Regions from separate parts of the Rattus norvegicus genome. Here region 2 is linked to region 1. Evidence: chromatin contacts called from public Hi-C data. All regions are on one chromosome and are shown on one strand. Each heading gives the region's core, a stretch centred on a gene start, on an enhancer-like site or on the middle of the called end of the contact. The rest is flanking DNA. Distances are from core to core; before and after follow the strand shown. Region 1 has its middle 38 kb from the start of Cfl2. Region 2 holds the start of Cfl2 (cofilin 2).

Evidence for each region. A called contact is a pair of places that touch in the nucleus more often than the background predicts.
Region 2: a Hi-C map of Schwann cells shows a contact between it and region 1, with 2.2 times the contacts expected there. The contact joins the promoter of Cfl2 here to the enhancer-like site in region 1. A contact is called at or near these places in 7 of 12 Hi-C or Micro-C datasets (the A7r5 cell line, Schwann cells, kidney and 3 more).

The regions. Positions count from the first base shown.
Region 1 is chr6:78,055,040-78,059,734 of GRCr8, forward strand. No RefSeq gene overlaps it. Among named protein-coding and RNA genes, the nearest start is that of Cfl2, 38 kb to the right of the region's middle. Within about 2 kb of position 1,367, at least 42 of the 93 cell types and tissues checked have an H3K27ac peak or open chromatin away from gene starts, as enhancers often do. A contact at or near this core is called in the A7r5 cell line and Schwann cells, where this site is marked.
Region 2 is chr6:78,091,766-78,096,362 of GRCr8, forward strand. Cfl2 (cofilin 2) reads right to left here and starts at 3,123. Exons shown (of 4, transcript NM_001108982.2): 1 at 2,987-3,123; 2 at 1,757-2,064; 3 at 1,565-1,641; 4 at 1-1,479. The coding sequence starts at 2,989. The coding sequence ends at 1,367.

The DNA.
Region 1 (4,695 bases), core at 117-2,616:
TTCTGAACAGAATTCCTGCATACATCTTTTGGTTTCCCGTTCCTTTAGTTAACTCTATACTACTACTTGTGACCTGTCATGCCCTGAGCCTCACGGTGGGAGCACAAGGACCCCTTTACCTTTTATTACAGGGTAGGCATGGGATTATCCTTTTCCCTGCAAACACCCAGAAATAGAACTTCTTTAGAAATAAATCAGTAAGTGCTTCTGATGCATCAAAGTCCACGTGGAGGAGGACAGAAAGCTAATAATCGCTGGAGTCCTCCCAGTGTGACCGCTGGTGTTTTGCACACCTGGTCTCATTGCACAGCTCTGTGATGGTGCCTGCTCACAGCTGGGAGACTAGAGATGCCTGAGGGAGAGCAGCTAGCTAGAGGCAAGGGCAGGGAGGAGCAATCCCAGAGATTACTGGCTCCTGTGTCATGTCCCGGGAACTGACCTGATTCAGACTCACTGCCATGACTTTCCTTAGCGCTCACTAGGGCTGTGTCCACAGCGGGGTTCATGATTAGTGACTCCTGAGTGTCCACAGTGAGGCTCTGACTTTTAGTGACTCCTGACTTTTGATCTTGGAATCTGCCTTCTGTTCAAAAGCTTCCAAAGCCAGCATGGTGGTGGTTGTTTCTTTTAAACTCTTGTAAGAGCAGGGTGATAGGAGAGGGAGTTCGAACAAGGGTGGTGATAGAAGACTGGCTGTGTATATGTCTGTAATTCAAAACTATTTCCTGATTACAATGTATTCATGTGTAACCTTTTTTAGTAAGGAAGGGGAAAAAGAAATTTCTAGACAAATATTTGGAAATGGTGTACAGCTACATTGCAGTATATAGCCTATTTTTAACCATACATGCACACACGAACTATTATATATATTTAAGAAATTATATACTACATATATTTATATATAAAAAAAGAAAGAACATAAAATTGGATGGGGAGGGAGGAGGATAAATAGGGAAAACAGACATCATGGTCAAAATAGATTGTATGACATGTTACCCTCCCCCCCAATAAAAAGTAAAAAGAAGAAAAGAAAAAAGACAATGGTGGCAAAACCCACCCCCAGTCAGCTATCTGTCTTGTATAATTTATTTTGAAAGAATTCATTATTAAATAAGATTTTAAGTAAAAAAGATTGTAATATATATATATATATATATATATATATATATATATATATATATATATGATTAAGGATGCTTTTGAGAGGAAAATGAGGGTCAGTACAGCAGTGTGTGGGTATTTGCTGTTCTTTGTCCCTTGTACCCCACACAGAAGCACAAACAAAAGCTTCTCATTGTTGCCTCTAACCAGCTGATGACTAAGTCATCCTGAGTGGCTGAAACCCCATTCCCAGTCACTTGACGCCAAGTAGGGAATGTGCAGCTGTTCAAATCTCCACCCTGCCCCCACTGGAAGCCCGGCCCCGGAGGAGCAAGCAGGAGGGCTCAATTCTTCTTTATAGGAAACTGTTTCCGTGAACAGCTGTCCGGTTAACCTAAGGGTGAAACACACTTCTCCCTTTTCCGTAACTGTAGCAAGACTGTTTTCATAATTAATTGGAGGCAAAATGTAGTGCTGGGGGTTGGTTTCTTAGCAGTGATCATCTCCCCATGATGAGTCACTCTCTAAGAAGATCTCATGGCAGAGAACACAGCAGTGGCCGCTCACACTCTTCTCATACCCATTCTGCCTCAAAGCTAAACTACAGCCCCCACGCCCGGAAGGGTCCCGCTTTTGCTGTTTCTTGTTTCGTTTTGGGATAGGAGCTGTGTAGCTCAGGCTGAACTTGAACTGGTGACGTAACCAAAGGATAACTTTAAACTCCGCACTTGCGCCACCACCGTTGGTTTCCCTCCCTGCTTTTCAATCTGATGAACGCTGATAAGCTGAATGGATGTGCTGTGGTCATTTGTGAGTGTTATATTCACTGACTTAACATCAACAGGTTTTATTATGTTCAAATGTGTTCATGTGTGTGCATGTGTCATGGCACATGTGTGGAAGTCAGAGGACAGCTTGTGTAAATAAGTCCTCCCCTTTACCGTATGGGTTCCAGGGGTCAAACTCAGGTCATGAGGCTCGGAGGCAAGCGAGCACTGGCTGAACTGACCAGCTAGCCCAACGTTTTTATCTCAACTTTTTTTTTTCTTTTCTTTTTTTCGGAGCTGGGGACCGAACCCAGGTCCTTGTGCTTGCTAGGCAAGCGCTCTACCACTGAGCTAAATCCCCAACCCTCAACTTAAGATTCTTTGGTAACGATGGTAACTATGGTTTTTTTGGGGTGGGGGATTTCAATTCGTTGCCTTGGGCCATCTCAACACACACACACACACACACACACACACACACACACACACACAAATATATACATATACATATGTTGTTTGTACATAAGTATATATGCATATGGGGCTCCGGTCAAAAATAAAGTGTTTTTCTCAATAGCGCTCAATCTCATTTTTAAAAAACATTGTGTGTGTGTGTGTGTGTGTGTGTGTGTGTGTGTGTGTGTATGTGTGTGTGTGTGTGTGTGTGTGTACCACAGTGCACAGAGTGGAGGGGCAGAAAACCACTTCTGAGAAAGAATCTGGTTTCTTCCCACCAAGTGGGTCCGGTGGCACAGGTCTTACTGGCCCCTCTACTCTGTTTTTGAGTAGAATCTCTCACTTATTCAGCCGGAGTGGCTGGCCAGTGAGCCTCCATCCTCCTGCTGTCCTAGAATACTATTTCTGTGCCATCCCAGTGAGAAATCACTTTTCACACTTGGAGATTAATAGAGGGAAAGGGCCTTATAGTATTATAGTATAGTGTGCATGCGGCTCTGGCTATGGTCACAGAGGAACCAGCTACATACGAGTTCGCTTCATGCATTCCACAAACACTGTCATCCTAAAGTTTCCTTCGAATCCTGGCTCCAGGTCACACTTTGAACAATTTAAACAGAGAGAGGAAACTGCTAGTCTGGCTGTTTAGGCAGATGGGAGGCTCACACCGCACAGGTATTACATGTTGCTTGAAAGATTTTTTTTTTTTTTTTTTTTTTTTTGGTTCTTTTTTTCGGAGCTGGGGACGGAACCCAGGGCCTTGCGCTTCCTAGGTAAGTGCTCTACCACTGAGCTAAATCCCCAGCCCCTGCTTGAAAGATTTTAAGTACACAGTGTTGTTCTGTTTTGAACGGTTGTTCCATGGGGTCATCTTGCCCATGTGGCAGAATTATGCTTCTCTCTCTTTTTCCAATTTTATAAATTATTTCATTTTTTTATATGCATGGGTGTTTTGCTTGCATGTATGTCTCTGCACCAGTGTATGCCTGTGTCCGGGGAGGTCAGAACAGGGCATCTGATTCCCCTGAAACTGGGGTTACAGGAGGTTGTGAGCCACCCACCAGCACAGGAGGGTGCTAGGAACTGAACCCAGGACTCTGGAAGAGCAGTTAGTGCTCCTAACTGCTGAGCCATCTCTCCGGTCCTGGAAGTTGCTTTTCTTCAGGAGAGAATTGGAAGGGGTTGTAAGGCAGGGTTTGTCCTGTCCGGGAATAGAGCTGGTCAGTACTTGTGAACGAATATTTATATCCTGAATGTCCTTGTCTCTGACAGGCCGGGTCAACATAGTACTAAGCTTTGGGGTGTTTTGGAGGCAGGACTCCCTTAGCTAAATTCTACTCGTGTGATGTAATGTCTCCCCAGCGAATCTATTAGTAAGTCATTTGTTGTTGTTGTTTTAGTTTTTTTAGAACAGGGTTTTTCTGTGTAGTTCTGGCTGTCCTGGAATTCACTTTGTAGATCAGATTGGCCTCTAATTCTCAGAAATACACATGTTGCTGCCTCACAAGTGCTAGGAGTAAACACATGTGCCACTCCGCCTGGTGTCAAACATTTTTTGATTGCCTTTTAAAAAAGTATTATTTTAAATTATGCAGGGAGGTGGACACATGTGACACTATGGGGGCCAGAAGACGGGGTCCGATCTCTGAAGCTAGGGTTACAGGCAGTTACAGGCTGTCGGATATGGGTGCTAAGGACGGAACCCTGGTCCTCTGCAAGGGCAGTGTATGTTCTTAATCACTGCAGCCCCTAGTTTTTAAAATGGTTCAGAATTTTATTCTACACAGCAAGCTTCCTGCAAGTGTCCGTGTTGCTTTTGGAGTTGGCTAATTTAGTGGTTTCCTGTTGTCAAGGGCATAGATTCTTTTCACTTGTTCCCTGACTATCCTGACGGCATTGGTCTTACTCTCAGCTTGACTCTTTGTGGGCCCCTTCTCTTCCTGATGATTATTCTTGAATTCCTGCCCCTGGATCCCAGCTCCAGTGCCTGCTCAGGTCTTCCTCAAAGGAATCTTGCCCTAGGAGTGTTGAGGGCTGGGGCTTGGCACCTCACCTGATCTCTGTTCTACACCCCCAGGTTATCTGATAGGACTCCAGCCCCAGCCCTAGCTTTTCTAGCTTCATCTTAAGAATTAATCCAGGGGTTGGGGATTTAGCTCAGTGGTAGGGCGCTTGCCTAGCAAGCGCAAGGCCCTGGGTTCGGTCCCCAGCTCCGAAAAAAAAAGAAAGAAAAAAAAAAAAGAATTAATCCATGGGGCTGGAGAGATGACTCAATGGTCAAGAGCACTGGCTGCTCTTCCAGAGGTCCTGAGTTCAATTCCCAGCAACCACATGGTGGCTCACAACCATCTGTAATGAGATCTGATAC
Region 2 (4,597 bases), core at 1,873-4,372, 38 kb after region 1:
AGCGCACACTGAGCAGATCAAGTTCTCTATAAGGAAGGAGAACGCTCGGGACCACAGCCAAATCCCATTACTAATGTTTAAGACTGCTATACTATTTTCTCCTCCAATTCAATTTGGAAAAGATATTAAGGAATTGTGGCTGAAACAGACTTTCCTAAATATCACAATCATCATTAAACCTTTGAATGACATTTTACAAATTATTTTCATTATGACCAAGTAATAAAACATCCTATTCATCCGACTCAATTATTTATAACTTAACTCTGAATTAATCTCCTAATTTATCTAGAGAACAAATTAAGTGGAGTATGCCAAAGTGCAGAAAAATTTTGATCTCCATATTGTAACATAAACATTTGTAAAAGTACCACTCTTTTAATGATTGTATATAAGTGATTTTAAGATATTTTAAACCAAAGATTAAAGGAAAAAAATTCCAAATACCAGTGCAGAGCTTAGTCACCATTTACCCTAAACTTTCACATAATAATTTGCAAAATTTCCAAGGAAAACAAGGCAACATTCTGTAATCTGCCACAATTTTTATTGCAACGTGGCCACTTTTATGAGGGCAGGGAGTTTGATCTCAAAACAATGTTCCATTTAAGGCTCTTTTATACAGAAATTGCCATCATGACTGATATTCAAAATATCTGTAGTGTTTCAAGACTCATATGGTAAACATAAAACTCCTATAATTATACAGTAGTGTACACTCATTGGGAATCCAAAGACATCAACACAGCTATTCCTTTGAAGAAAATATGCAGGTAAGAAAAATGAACACTGAGATACTAGGATAAATTGAGGACAGGTAATGAAACTTAATTGGCATTCTTTATAAGGGACTAAACGCATTACAAAATAAAAGTGCTTTTAACCAATAGTGTTAAACCTGTGCTGCCATGTCACAATAGGCGAGCCAAGGCGGGTGAGGTGTGTGACTGCTCCAGTGCCGCAGAGAACTGTGATCAAGTGCAGCTCGACTATAAATAATACTGAAACAAGTTTCCCATATGACCAGTGGAGAATACTTTCAAGGCATTCAATTAGCTCACCCTCTGTAGTACTCTAAGCTATTCACGCTGACAATCCGTTGTAGTGCTCACGCAAGGAAGGCATGGAACCAGTTGTTTTGGCTAAAATAGGACGGGAAGGCATTCCTTGGGATCTACAGAAAGTAACCATATGAAACAGTCTAATGGCGATCACTGACAGGCTTCTTATATTCACTCATTCATTGTGTTGAACGGGACCAGTGGAAAGGGAATAAACAAAAAACAAAACCTAATACAATTCCAGTGGACTGAGCTGGAGAAATAAATGTAAGCCCCTTAAGATCAAATGGCACTTGGCTATTATTTTACAGTGGCTTTCCTTCCAGGGAAACTACAACACTGCCTCCCAGTTTCTCTCCCAGTGTCGAGCGGTCCTTAATATCGTCCAAGCCATTTACTTGCCACTCATGTTTAATACCTAAAAAGAAAAAAAAGCAAAACCCGTTAACCTTACAATCAAGAAAAAGTCACTTTATTCTGTACAAAACAATCAATGTTTATACCTGTAAATTTCTTTTTAATGGCATCTTTAGAGCTAGCATAAATCATCTTGCTTTTTAACGGTGCACTTTCAGGAGCCCTACGGGGGAGAAAATGTTGAATTTCAAAAGAAAAACAAAGGCAAAAACCGACTATGATAATAATAATAATCCTTGCATTTTTAAAAGTACGTTTTTTCTTTTGTTTTTACACACCAGAATATAAATACTAGGTCTTCTTTCTTAGACTCTTTTGTTTCGTATGTGGCATCGTACAAAGCATATCGGCAATCATTCAGAGGTAGCAACTTCACAAAAGATGTGTAGGGGTCCTCTACAGTATCACCAATGTCACCCACCAAGATCTGCTTTGCTTCCTCTACAATTATTTGTCTTTTGTCATCGCTTAAACAGAAGAGAACTGCTTTCTTTCTTTTTTTGATCTCCTCCTGGGTAGAAGATTTTCTTACTTTCATATCATTAAAAACTTTGATGACTTCATCATTCACTGTAACTCCAGATGCCTGAAAACAAACAAAGGATGGGAATTTAGAACAAGGATTTTGATTTTAACCAAAACCGTTGACTACTAACAAGGCTTCAACTTCAGTCTGGCCAGACTATTAAAAACTGCACCAAACAACGTAAGCGGTCCTATTAGATCGGTCACATTTAAATATCAGAAGATACGGCCAAAATGTCTAACTCATACTGCCCATTCATCCTTCTTAAAGGAGTATGGAGAGAAACGCTAACGGGAGGTGGGAAGGGACAAATAGAGTTGAGCCATGCCTGAAATGTTTCCTATTTCACTGGGTGATGTCAGAGCTTCAGGAGCAGCAGCAAAAATACCTTCTGTATTGTGTCAACTCTGCGGGCCTTAAAAAACACTCCAGGATTTCAGTTAACGCTTCTACTATTTTTTTTTTCTTTAAAGCCGTCTTAGCCACTGCTGCTTCCACAGAAGGAAAGAGAATCAAGTGTAAACTCCAACCGCTGCGGCTTACAGCAAAAACGCCCCACCGCCCATTGGCAGCCGCTTTGAAACTAACGGGTCCAGTGAAAAGGCTTCCTACGGCGAGAAAGCGTTTTAAAATAGGTTTCTACCTGCTCAAATCTCCTCAGAGTGGTGTTATGGCGGGCCTCCTAGACCCTCACCCAGAAGCTTCTGGGCACGTACCAACCTTAAAGCGCGCGAGTTAAAAACATTAAGCCGCGCAGGGCTGAGCAGCACGCGGAGCCGTGGCCCAAGGAGCGACCCTCTCGCGCCAGGCCTGCGCCAGGCTCTCCCGCCTCAGGACTCCGAGCGGCCCGCTTGTCGCAGGGCCTCGAGCCCCCGGCCCGCAGCGCGGAAGCGCCCACCGCACAGGCCCAGGCAGGGTAAGATGGCGGCCGCGCGGGGCTCCGCGCCGCGCCCAGCATCCCCCGCCAGCGCGCCCACCTTACCATAGTGCCCGCGGCTGAGGTTGCTGCGGCAGCGGCGGCTACGGCTCCGGCTCGGTGGCACTGGAATGAGAAGAAGGAGGGGCCGGCGGCGGGCAGCAGAGAGTGCAGGGGACGCCGGGAGCTGCAGCCGGGCGGGCGGCGGGCTGGAGGGCCGCAGGGCGGGCGGGGCGGTCACGTGGTCCGGCCCCGCCCCCCGCCGCCGGCCGGTGTCCTCCGCCTGACCCCCGAGCTCCAGAACCGCTAGAAGAACAACGCAGTGGCGGCGGGAGCCCTGATGCTGGACGTAGCGACCATCCGGGTTCGTCGCTCGAGCGGTTCGCGGGCTCCGGGCGCTGCTCCGTGGTTGCGACGAGAGGAAACGGGGTGCGGTGGTAGAGTAGAGCTCCTTGCTTCATTCACCTGTGCTTTTCACTGAAAGGGTCAGCATTGTAACATTTCGGGTTCCTTTTGGAAAGCCCCAACTTTGAATGAATCGCTTAGATCTTTCTCTTCTTTGTGTGTTTGAATGGAGACAGGATCTCATTTGGAGCCTTTGCAGGTCTCTTGATACATGATGTAGCTGCAGATGACCTTGAACTGATCATGCCTCCATCCTGCAGGTGTTGGGATTACAGGCAAGCACCGTCTCCCTGGGTTTAGACCCCTCTTATCACTAAAAGGAGAACAAACACTGTAAATATTACCTCAGTGATTGAAGTACTAAGCAAAGGCAGAATGAGAAGCAGGGGTGTTGGCTTACACCTGTAATCCTGCAAGAAGAGGGAGAAGTCACAAAATGCTCTGGAGATACCTTGGACAGAATTATAACCCAAGTAAGAACAGAAGCTACTAGAGTTACATTTCTTTTCCCCTGTAAATGGGATGTATTGAGATTACTAGAAGAATACCTCTCTCTCTCTCTCTCTCTCTCTCTCTCTCTCTCTCTCTCTCTCTCTCTCTGTGTGTGTGTGTGTGTGTGTGTGTGTGAGAGAGAGAGAGAGAGAGAGAGAGAGAGAGAGAGAGAGAGAGAGAGAATGCTATGGCACACATGAAGAAGGTCAAAAAGACAATTCATGGGAGTCATTTCTCCTCTCTCCTGTGGACCCTGGGAATTAAACTTGAGTCATCAAGCTTGGTAGTACCCTGTACCCATGTCAGGCAGCACACATGTGACTTCAGCTCCAGGGGCTCTGACTCCCTCTTCTAGCTTCCATAAGCACCTGCACATGTGCACACACATAAAAAATAAATATAAAAGAATCCTTTTAGTTTTACTCATGCACATGTGTGTGTGTATCTGTGTGAAGGTCGACTATGTGTGTGCAGGTGGCCAGAAGAGGTATGTTCACCGGAGCTAGAGTTGCAGGCCCTCATGAGCTGCCTGATATGGGTGCTGGGAACCAAACTTGGGTCCTTTCTTAGAGCAGGAAGTGCTCTTAAGTGCTGAGCTATCTCTTCAGACACACACACACACACACACACACACACACACACACACACACACACACACCCCTTTCTCTGTGTATCCCTGGCAGTAGTCTTGGAACTCACTCTGTAGAACAGGCTGTCCTCAGACTTGGAGATCTGCCTGCCTCTGCCTCCCCAGCACAGGGATTAAAGGCGTGCACCACC